Linked DNA regions of Mus musculus: regions 2 and 3 are each linked to region 1. Evidence: chromatin contacts called from public promoter capture Hi-C data. All regions are on one chromosome and are shown on one strand. The core of a region is the stretch at or near the end of the contact, and the rest is flanking DNA. Distances in the headings are between cores, read along the strand shown.

Evidence for each region. Promoter capture Hi-C pulls out the DNA fragments that hold promoters and counts their contacts. Capture Hi-C pulls out chosen DNA fragments and counts their contacts.
Region 2: a contact with region 1 is called in a promoter capture Hi-C map of pre-B cells, with 5 times the contacts expected there. The contact joins the enhancer-like site here to the promoter of Rbm11 in region 1. A contact is called at or near these places in 3 of 39 promoter capture datasets (hippocampal neurons, liver and pre-B cells) and 2 of 9 other capture datasets (adipose tissue and embryonic stem cells).
Region 3: a promoter capture Hi-C map of adipose tissue shows a contact between it and region 1, with 7 times the contacts expected there. The contact joins the promoter of 9430053O09Rik here to the promoter of Rbm11 in region 1. A contact is called at or near these places in 2 of 39 promoter capture datasets (the HPC-7 cell line and embryonic stem cells) and 1 of 9 other capture datasets (adipose tissue).

The regions. Positions count from the first base shown.
Region 1 is chr16:75,590,409-75,594,299 of GRCm38.p6, reverse strand. It overlaps Rbm11 (RNA binding motif protein 11), which reads right to left and starts at 1,409. Exons shown (of 5, transcript NM_198302.2): 1 at 1,257-1,409. The coding sequence starts at 1,352.
Region 2 is chr16:76,678,161-76,681,869 of GRCm38.p6, reverse strand. No RefSeq gene overlaps it. Among named protein-coding and RNA genes, the nearest start is that of Gm30790, 99 kb to the left of the region's middle. Within about 2 kb of position 1,454, at least 120 of the 459 cell types and tissues checked have an H3K27ac peak or open chromatin away from gene starts, as enhancers often do. A contact at or near this core is called in hippocampal neurons and pre-B cells, where this site is marked.
Region 3 is chr16:77,418,850-77,422,913 of GRCm38.p6, reverse strand. 9430053O09Rik (a long non-coding RNA gene) reads left to right here and starts at 2,532. Exons shown (of 4, transcript XR_003951960.1): 1 at 2,532-2,803. All of the region lies in intron 2 of Mir99ahg (Mir99a and Mirlet7c-1 host gene (non-protein coding)), which reads right to left.

The DNA of each region.
Region 1 (3,891 bases), core at 160-2,659:
AGGCTGAAATTACTCCCCTTCCGAATAGTGAATTTCAAATCATATTGGGTCACAAAACAGATAATGGTGTTTATAGAGGGAATACTGTAAAGTGGCAATGGATAAAATAAAGATCTTATGTTTTCTTGTTTAGCATCTATGCGTGGCAAAGAGATTCCTTCCTTAAATTTAGAGATAAGTAAGTCCTTTAAAATTTAGGGGAAAAAAATCACTACTGGTACCCACAACCTCACTCTAGAAATGCATCTCTGTTATTGTGTCCCCGAGAATTTTCTCTTATTTTGAAAGCGGAAGTCACTGTGACTTTTTTTTTTCTTTTTAGTAGCAATGGTTCGCATTATTAGTAATAACAATAGCAGTCCTATTAGCAGCAGCAGCAACCAACAGCGCTGCCTGTAGCTGTTTCATAAAGAGAAGTGTATTTCTGGCAATCACATTGCATTTCAGAGACGATTAATTAGTCCCATTTTACATTTAAGTTCGAGACTCGGATACTGGCCTCACTGCAGACCGCTGTGTTCTCACTTTCAACAGGTTTTATTCTTTTTCCCCTTCCTTATTATTACCTGTCCCTTTTGCAGATACGCATAATCCGTGAAAAACAGTTTTGATTCCCCCTTTAGAGCCCCTTATCACCACTTTCGATTTGCTCTATAATTCTGAGTCATTAACCAATTAGATGAAGGGCTGAAGACAGCCGTCTCTGGCAAGAGGGACCCAGACGTGTGCTCTCCAGTTCTCAAAAAAGTCCTGAAGGTCCGAATATGAAATACAGTGTCATGACTAGGGAATCCATTAAGTTAGTCATGGTGAATTGACTGCCTAGCATTTCAGAAATCACTTGTATGATTCTACAACAACAACAACAAAATGCTCTCCCCATCCAAAGGCTTGGGAGAAAGGGTGACAGCTAGGGAAAGGTTTTCAAGAGAAGTATCTTTCTCGCAGGTGCCATTTTCTAGGTTGGACAGAAGGGTGCTTACTATCCCGTGAGGACAGTGACGGGGTTGTTTCGTGTTCCCGCAGCACATCCAGGGCCCGGAGAGGCTCCGGGAGTCCTGGCCTGGGGCTGCCAGGGTGGGGGGTGGGGGGTGGGAGGTCGTTGCCCACCCGGGGCTGCAGAGGAAGGAGAGTACGAGCCGCTCATCCCCGGCTGCACACTTGCGAGCCTAAGCGAGGGAAGGGAGAGCGGAGCTCCGGTGGGGCGGGGTCCCGGGGCTCCGCAGCCGCCGCCCGGCCTTCCCCGCGGACGGTACCTGAAGGAACAGCTCGTAAAGAATCTCTTCCCGCACTCGGGCCTCTAAATTGCCCACAAACACGGTCCTGTCAGCCTCCTCCTGAGCCGGGAACATCCCTGCGGTCCGCAGCCAGGGATGGAGGAGGTGCCGAAGCCCCGCCCCCCTCGCTCCGCTTTACTGCGCGGCTCCGCCTGGGCAGCGGAGCCCGAGGCGGGCGCGCGCCAGGGGCGGGGCGTGAAGTCACGCCCACCGTCCCGCGGGACCCGCCCACCACCTCGCAGCCCCGCCCTCCCTGACTAGAAAGACTGACTTACTGACCTGAGGGCATCAGTCGTCCACTTGGCACAGTGCTTCTACCTCTTTATGAACAAGATTAATGGGTGATTTTAGTTTGCTTTTTTTTTTTTTTAAGCAACGTTGGAAATACAATGACTAGGAAGTTGATATTCAGATTGACTAACTTCAGTATCGACGTGCCTAGGGGGAGATATAAAAAATTAATTTGCTTCCAAAGAGTTAAATTGGTAGATCAGTAACGCTGTGAAGTTAAGTTATAGCATGAAAAGAAATGTCTCCGTGTATGGCTACTGATACAAGAAAAGACTAAAATTAAAGTTTATTTAGCCTTTAAGTAATACCGAGATAGGTCTTTGAAATTTTTCTGTGGGCTCTGAAAAGGGCACTGAACTCAAGAAAACACTGTGTATAAATGAGTCATTAAAAAAAAAAAGTTCCCGAAAGGACCTTGGAATCACCCTGGAAAGATCATTCAGTAATGAGAACTTGATTTGGTCTTTGTTTGGTGGAGTAGTAGGAATTCATTTTGAATTCAGGAGATGTACTTCTGCTCGGTTGACTGATCAGAAAATTCCTCTCTCAAGAAATGGAAATGATTGAGAAACTCCCACAGAAATGTCCAACATCATGAGGAGATGCAAATGAAAACTACTTTAAGATTTCATCTTACCGCCGGCGGTGGTGGCGCATGCCTTCAATTCTAGCACTTGGGAGGCAGAAACGGGCAGATTTCTGAGTTCGAGGCAAGTCTGGTCTACAGAGTGAGTTCTAGGACAGCCAGGACTACACAGAGAAACCCTGTCTCGAAAAACAAATCATCTTACCCCAGTCAGAAGGGCCAAGATAAATAAGACAAGTAACAAAACATGGTGGCAAGGCTGTGGGTGAAGAACAACACTTATCCATTGCTTGTGGGAGTGACAACTGGTCCTGCCATTATGGACATCAGTGTGGTGGTTCCTTAGAAAGGTCTACCTCAAGGTCCAGCTATGTGACTCTTCAATATGTGCCCAAAGGATCCTACTACAGAGGCGTCCCTGTTTGTCGCTGCTCTATTCGTGATAAACAGAAATTGGAAACAGTCTAGATGTTCACGAATGGATGAACAGATAACGAAATTAACACAACGGAATATTATTCAGCTGTGAAAAAAAATGAAACTAGGGGGAATTTCAGGTAAATAGATGTAACTAGAGGCAATTATCCTGAGTGAGGTAACCCGTACACAGAAGGCAAATTAGATACTGTGTGTTTTCTCTTATATGTGCCTGTGAGCTTTCAAGCTAAGAGTCAGGCTAGTAAGGGAACAGTAGAGAAGAAAGGATTTTACAAGGAAGGGGGAGTAGAATGTAGTGTTATCTGGTGAGATGGCTCAGCAGGTAAGAGCACTGACTGTTCTTCGGGAGGTCATGAGTTCAAATCTCAGCAACCACATGGTGGCTCACAACCATCCTTAATGAGAAACAAATAAAAAACCCTATAGGCCAGAGCGAGCAGTGCTGGAGTGAAAGGGAAGTGGGGAAAAGGGGGGAAAAAGAATGTAGTGTTATTAAGAGGTAAAGAAAAAGCCAGAATAGGGAAAGGCAAGAGAGCAGGGCAAAGGAGCATATAATTGAGGGGTAACTAACAGCTAACACCAACTGAGAAACCACCTAACAACCTACTACTGTAGGACCTTGCTAACCCTTTTTCACATATGTGAAATGAATTTAAATTGTCACCAAATGACAGGTGAGACAATGCTTCACCTAGACGTCTCATGTCACCAAGTAACCTTCCCCCCCCCCCCCATATAGGGATGGATTGCAGGTTTTGGAGTCATTGAGCAAAGGGGTTTCCACATCTCCCCCCCCCCCCAAAAAAAAAAATCACAGGCTTTTACCAAGTTTATTGATTTCTCACCACAGCTTGATAAGGTCCTATTGACATTTATATCACCAAACTCGAAGCTTAGCTGCTACCCAGCTAAAAGCTTAACCCCTTCTGAATAGCATTCACAGTACTAGAAGTTACTCGCTGGACTACCAGAGGAAAAAAGTAATTTCACCCAGCTACAGACCCCGTGACCTACAATCATGAACTATCCACAATATATACCGGTGCAACCATAGCACAAATGTTATTGAAGTAACCAACCGTTTTTTGATTGGACATAAGGACCACCTCCTGAGATGGGACACAGATCTGACACTGTTACAGTGGGCAAGAATCCGAGAATAGCCCATGGACCCAGGGAGAGACATTTTACTTTTATTTTGCTAAAGAAACATAGCGATAAAATGACTCCAAATGACATGTTGCTGTACCCATCGACCAGTGGCTCCTTCCAGCCTCATCAGAGAAGCCCTTTCTTTGT
Region 2 (3,709 bases), core at 205-2,704, 1.1 Mb before region 1:
CTCATAAACAAGAAAACTATATACTGTGGGTCAAAGGACTGATCATCACCAATAACAGCAATGAATGTTGAGCAACTGCCATTTGAAAAGTAGTCATGGATGGAAATTTTTGTTCTTTTTTCTGTCTTATTTAAAAAAAGAGAGAGAGAAAAGAAAATCCTGTGAGTCTTCATTTGCATGGCAATGACATGCCTTTGGTGGAGACAGAGTGCTGTATCAGAGAGCAAATGGTTGGCTTTTCCAGGAAGCCTCCTGCACCTGAAACTCTCCATTCATGGTCTTCTAAAAACACAAAGCATATGGACAATTTATGCTGAGGGGGAGAAATTGAAGCTTTTCTCATTTCTGTTGGTATTTTCCGTTATGTTTTTTAAAAAATTACAGCTTTGGCTGCCTTTAGAATTTTATCGTCTCTAAACTATTTGTGATGTCTGTACCCAATTCTCCTTTTAAATCTCTCCTTTGAGGGGAGATGTGCACAGCACACCTTATTAATCAGGAAGCCCGTGGGATGTCCTCTCTTTCAAGTACTTTGAAAATCGCTTACGTCTCTTCTGCCATTTCTGGCAACTCTTTATCAAAGGAAAGAACATAATTCCCTATGTCAACTTTGTGATCTAGATCACAGTGCCTGCTCTAAACTGGGTTTATCAAAGACGGCTATACTATCTGTTGGAACGCACATTGGGAAAACTGTGGGGGGAAGTCAGGGAGCCCCCAGCGCAGGAGTAGATGAGGTAGGAGAGCCATTCTATAATTAGATCCATTCACGGGGGCTCCCCACATCTTACAGCGATTTTTCTCTTTGCCACAGGAATGCTTTAAGTCTCTTCTCTTCTTCCCTTCACACCTAAGCATTTGTTTATGAATCAAAAAATACTTGACATGGAGATGGGGGATGGGGATGCAAACCGAAGGAACCGTAGCCATATTGAGATTAATCAAAATGAAGATAAGCCATCTTTGAAGTTACAGTAAGCCATCCGGGAACTAAGATTCACTGCTGAAACCTTCAGCTCTGTTCATTTGCACCTTGCCTTGTGCCGAACAAATCAGGAAGTGAAACCCAGTAATGACCTACATTTATCAGTAGCCCGCTGGAAAAGAAGGTCCTGAGCTATAGTTCTCCAGTTCCACCCCTCCCCATCCCACCCACACACACCCAGCAGGACGCACACATGCGCAGAGGCAAATTTTTCCACACTATATTCCAGACAGCCTTACCGCTGTTGCTGTGCAGTGAAAGCCACTGATGAATGGTTTGCTTAGGAGCAAAACTGTGAGTTTCTCGGGCTGCTAGGAGAGCCAGTTTTTACCCAAAACAGCTGCGAAACCAGACTGACTTTCCACCTCCCTTGTTGAATACAGGAACTCTTGGCACAATCACAGTGCAAGTAGCACAGGCTCTACCGGGTTACCATTATAGAAACAGACTTGGCCAGCAGGAAGTATTTACATCCTGCACGAAACCCTGATGTTTGACATGAAACCGGAGCTGCTCGCTATGGGTTCAGAGAACAAAAGTCCCCATCTTTGAACTTGCCTCCTAGCCCAAACAAACAAATATTCTTCTTTCCTCTCCATCAAATACCTCAACCCCAACTACTTGCTTCACTGAACTTCTTCATACTGTGCAAATACAGGAAATAAACAAGCTCTGTGCTCTTTCGCCCGGAATGAAACGCACACCCCCGCCACCAAGGATACCACCCAGCTTGGGCTGAGCCTCGCAACGCCTCAGACATCTCCTAAATATGGCGATTATAATTTAATGGAAACAAGCTGGGCTTCCTTCCACAAAAGCAAGGCAAGTTCTGCTGCAGCTAACTGCATGTGAATTTGAGAGCCCTAACTGACATCGAGGCATTTACCAGATCCTGCATAATAAAGAGTAACCGGGCAAAGGAGGGAAATGAGAGAAGGTAGAGTTTCGAGGCTGAGCAAATGGGACCCCAAGATCCAGGAGAAAGAACTACCAACCTCTGACCTTGGCAAGGTTATGATACAAGAAAATAATTTGAAGCCAATGTCCAACCTGTAACTGAAAAAAAATCCAGGGAGGTTTACCAAGTGAACAATTCACTCGAATTAGACTGTATCAGTTTACATCTTTGCTGCGGTAATATAACCATGCACTTAGGAAATGGGTGTGTGTACATGGACAGACAGGAGCTCCGGTATCCAGAAGGAAACTATGTCGTTATTTGCTTCTCAATTTTACTTGGATTTCATAAGCATATGTGGGCAAGGGATACTTGGAAAGAGGTCAAGGGTCATATGCTGGGGGCACAGAAAAGTGATTTTAATGTTGATGGTTTTGATTGTTTTGTGTGTGCCCCATCTCTCTGAGGTTCCCTTCCTTCACCTGCAACAAGGGACCCTCTTAAGACCTGAGGATGTTGCAGTAAGAAATGAGAACCTGGTAGTGGTTCCCAATAACCCTAATGCTGAGACCTTTAATACAGTTCCCCGTGATGTGGTGCCCTCCAATGATAAGATTATTTTCATTGCCACTTCATAATTCTGCTACTGTGATAAGTCATCGTGTAAATATTTTGAAGATAGAAGTTTGCCAAAAGAGTCTCGACCCACAGGTTGAGAACTACTGCTTTAGATACATCTCTAGGGTTGAATGTAAGGGAAGGAAATGGCTTCTTACTTAAAATAGACATATTCATCCGTTTTGCTTTCTTAACTCAAATGATCATTTAAAAAGGTAATGATAATTCATATTGCCATTCATAATGTTTTTCCATTGTTGCTATAACAACTGGCCACAAACTATAGTTTGAAACCACACAAACCATGCTAAGTTTCACTAGGACCGAAGTTTGATCTTAATCTCACAGTCTTAAGTCAAAACATAAGAAACCTGAATCACTTCCTGGAGTATCTGTAGGCTAATCCATTCGTTCCCTTTTCTGCATCCATAGGTCACCCATATTTCCTAGGTTCTCTTTCTTCCACCTTCAAAGTCAAGGATTGTATTACTTGGCCATAGCCAGGGAAGTACTAAGATTTAAAGAACTTACGTGATTATATTGAGCTTGTCTGTAAAACTCAGAATTGTCTGGCTCTCCAAGTCCATAATCACTTTTGACTCATGCAGGAATACTGTATTCACAGATTCTGGGAAAGGAATATGGACATCTGTAGAGTAACTGTTATATTGTCTAGAGAGGTAGAATTTTATAAAACCTGTCACTTACACGAATATACCTTTGCAACTTGGACCTCATTTTTAGAAAACACATGGATATTTCTAGAACTTCCCTCCTGTCTCCACATAATTCCTTAATGTCAAAGGTGCTAATCTGAATGTATATTGTTTGAGAAGTGAACATTTTAAATGTTTCCAGCTTTAAAATCAGGTTATGTTCAGGATACATTGGCTAAACTATTTAAAGTGTATATTAATCTGCTATGGGTCAGAACTATTGAACTCTAACAACAAGTCAAGAAATTACATATTTCAGGAATACTGAGGAAAAAATACTGCATCACGAAAATGGAGTCAAATCCATTTCTTGATCCTTTTAAGAATTTACTAAGATCTTCAAATAGACCCATTGCTCTCTTATTCTAGTTATTTTCTTATTACACTAAACTTTTTTTTTCTTTTTGGCCCAAATTATACCCCCTTTCCAATTCTATTCCATACATACCAGGATTCTACTGTAACAGATTCACCCCCAATCTTCCCTTACTG
Region 3 (4,064 bases), core at 1,283-3,782, 1.8 Mb before region 1:
CTTTCAACACTGAACTGTGGTAGGAAGAATGTGTAGTCTGTGTTAGTATGTGTGTGTCTGTGTTTTGTGTGGCTACTGTGGATCTTGCTAAAGATACAGAATCGACCACATTTCATGTTCCTTAAATGTTGTTCCAGAGCTGCTGGCATGTCCTTAGGTCCATATGTTAGCTACACATTTCACAGAAAGGAAAACTTAACATCTGCACCCACAGAGTGACTGAAGCAAGACAGAGAGAGTGAAATACGAGCGAAAACCAGAATAATAAGAACAGAACAGTTGTCAGACGCTGTGAATTTGCTATGGATTCGAATTGTCTGTGAGCACATTTGTAAAGACAGGGGAATCCTTTCACTCTTAAAATACCAACACTGTACTACGGAAGTTTCTGCCCAAGCCTAGGAGGTTTTCCAATGGGATATAGCCACAGAAACGAATGTAAAAATGAGAAAATGTTGCTTATAACATCAGAGAAAAATAAAGTCAGAGAGACATTCAGAAAAATAACCATCCAGGTTACAGTCTGGCAGAGAGAGAGGAGAGAGAGGAGAAAGAGGGGAGAGAGAGAGAGAGAGAGAGAGAGAGAGAGAGAGAGAGAGAGAGAGAGAGAGAGAAGAAATATTTTACAATAAGATACATTATAAAGCTACACTAACAATAGGCTTTCTGGTCTTGCACTGGGAGATGAGTGTCTTGACCCTTGACCTCTGATCACATAAAACTAAAGAAATTAAGAGCATGTTTGCCATTGCTGTCGGCATTATACACATTTACTTTTTGTCCAAATTGCTATAAGAAAAAAAATTCTATTTCAAAACAGCCCAAGTCTTGTTCTTAAGTCATGTGACTCGTTTCCTCTCCCCCCCCCCCCCCCGCCAGCCATGTGCTCCGTATCATTTTACTCTGAAATAACTCTGCGATTTCAGCTGAACCTGCCTTCTCTTACAATGCACAGCACACCCCACAAGGGAGCCTGAGAACAGACTCCCTTGAAAAGCGAGGTTCTCATAGTTGGCCTGTAACCATGGAAGCAGATGCTGTTTTCTTCTTACCCTGCTTACCTCTTTGCAGCCTCGAGCTGCTCCCTATTGTTAAAAGGGGGTACGCCTCGATTCTTCTTCATCATGACCGAACTTGCCTCTTCTTCAAAGGGCATGATGCTGCAGGTCATTGGTCTAGACTGTTTGCACGGTCCAGAGAGCAGCCTTGATGTAACCCTTGCTCCGTCTGAGCCACACCACCAGCCGTGCAGCTGCAGACTGGAGGGGGACATTGGAGATCTGTATTTGAAAAGAAGTCTGTCTGATTTTGCCATTGTGCCTTTTCACTCATCGATCGAATGAATATCGAACCTTCTGTCGTTGCATGTGTGAAATAGATAGCTTAGCCAGCACTTTTGTGCCCAACCTGTGCTGTGGGCCAAAAGGTTTTCATTTTAGTCTCAAGTTGGTTTTTTTTTTTTTCTCCTTCTTTCTTTCTTCATACTTGATGAATTTTGTGTTGGCTTAAATTATTCGTATGCCTTTATCCAGCTGTTCTGGAGACTGCCTGGGATACTGTACAAGCAGGGATTTTTGTTTTGCTGTGAAAACGGAACTTTTTTTTCTCCTGTCCTCTGTTTTCCTTTGTAGCTGTCTTAAGGTCTTTTTTGTAGCTTTGTAGGTAGAAGTGTGCTAACTTTTACTACACCCTATAAAGCCGAGCATCTAAGTTATCCTTTTACGGGGACGACTTGATGGTGTCTGTTATTTAACAGGCTTAAATCCAGAAAGGTGAACTTGAGCCTCTCAAGGTGATTTCAGTGAATTTATAAGAGTAAGTAAACCGGATAAACACATTGATTTTTAAACTGAATGACAGTGTCTGCTAAACTCTATCTGAAAGGAATGTGTTTTCTTTGCTTTCTCTCCTTCTTTAAACATCAGCAAAAATATTAATTGGAAGTGTTGAAATATACTTAAAAGCACATAACTTATTTTGTGCTTAGGAAAGTACAAATGACAAATAAAATCATTATGATTTAATATATTGAAGTAAATATTACTGATAATATCTGTCTCCGGGCACGATTTAACTAAAAAAGTAACTAGAAGGTTTTTGCATTTCAATTTTTAAATATAACTAAAATTTCCTTGCTGCTCACCAGCAGCTGATGTTAATGAGACTTATGGCACCTGCTCATTCCCGAATGCCCAATTTCACCGTGTCCTTGTGAAACTGGGTAGCTTGAGGATGTCTTGGGTGCATCTCCCCAGCATGGTGATTTGAAAGCACTGTCTGTCTGTGACTGTCATCAGGAGTGGTTTGGTTGGATTTGAAGAAACGAGTACTTCATACTTAAAGGCATACATATTTTCTCTAATTGCCAAAGGCAAGGGGGAGGTCCAGGGCAGAATAAAAAAGGTTATTGTGACAGATGAAATATAATTCACAATGAGCATTCTTTTCATCTAGGCTGAAGTACCACAGGATTACTTACAAGTTGAATTTTGTGGCAGAACGTATAAACTCATATTAAAAGAAGCTAGAAAGAAAAGCAGCAAGCCTGTTACTCTCTGGCCCCGGAAGTGTTTATTTTGAATATGTCTGTCTTGGGATTGTGTTCTGTTTCTCCTAACATAAAGATACACTGGCGAGAAGAGGGACTAGGCAGCAAGGGTGGAAAGGAAGAAACCTAAAAGCAATCAAAGCTGCTTCTTCCCTCTACCAATGAAGAAAGAGGAGTTAGATGGATTTTTATTCTCTTTGGGATGCACATGCAACAATCATATTTTTCAGCACACGTTTATTTTTGGCTGCAAAAGTAGGTAACTATTATTTTATAAACTTACTATACCTTAGATAATATTTTTCCTTCCTTTAAAGTTCCTAGGGTCAAATGATTTACGAGGGTGTTTTTGTTTTTTTCTGTTCTGTTTTGTTTTGTTTGTTTAGATTCTGGTTAGCATTCTGTGAGGGTTGAACACAGGTACATGTTTGACCAGATATTTTGTTTCCTTTAGCTTCTTTGTTCTAGCTTAAATGAAAATAGTTTCATTTGACCTCTGTACATTTTATTTCTAGATGCAAAAAAAAAAAATGCTTTCCTTTCTATTTGTACAAAGGTCAGTTTTTAAATTAACTGAAAAGCAAACCATGTACTTTATAAATATTCAGGCACCATAAAAAAAAAACTCGGAATATAAACCCATCTGCAATTAATTTTTAAGCAGTGAGTCTGGGTTTATCTATTCCTGGAAATCACATGCTTTGTATTTTCCATTCTTTTTCTAAGTTAACCGAAGTAACTGCCCTGTGTTAAGGGAAAGCTACGAGGTTCTGCCTGCTAGTCATCTTCTGCTGGAAACCAGGCTGCCCTCTCTCTCTTAAGCTCTGATGGACTATCTCTTGTTTTACAGTTACCCATAGCATGCATGTGTGTATATGACTGTGTATGAGTGTGAGTTTGTGCATGCTTCTTAATTGAGGTCTTTTCAATTTACCAGATAAATTTCTTATTGTAAACCCTGCAGTGAATAATTCAAATGCAGTGAGTTTACTTACATGTTGTCTGAGTGAAGGGAGCAAAGGCATACATGCCCTCACATGTAGCTGTTCTATATTTCTTTCCTTACTGCACAATAGTGTTGTTATTTTGATAAATAAAACATGCAGCTCACATTGACTACAAAGGCTTTGTTCCTCTGTGCCGACGTTTTAGCAAAAAACTTTAGTATATTTTCATGCCATATCAATAAGCAATAAGTCTCTTTGGTCTTGATATTTGATACTTTACAGATGTTTACTATGGCTTCCAATATCTGATTTCCCTTTTGCCTTGTGATTTGTCACTTACGATTAAAACATATGATTACTGTGCTACTGCAGAAAAACTAAGCAGTCATACAATTACCACCCATGGGTTGACTAAAACAACCACCTTCTACTGACATTCTTACACAGATAATGAATTAATATGTATGTTGAAGAAATGTTTTTAATGTCTATCTTTAAATGTTCTTATTAGTATAAATAAATAAAAAGAAAACAGGGTAAGCTTACCCAGGGGAAACCTACATACAGTT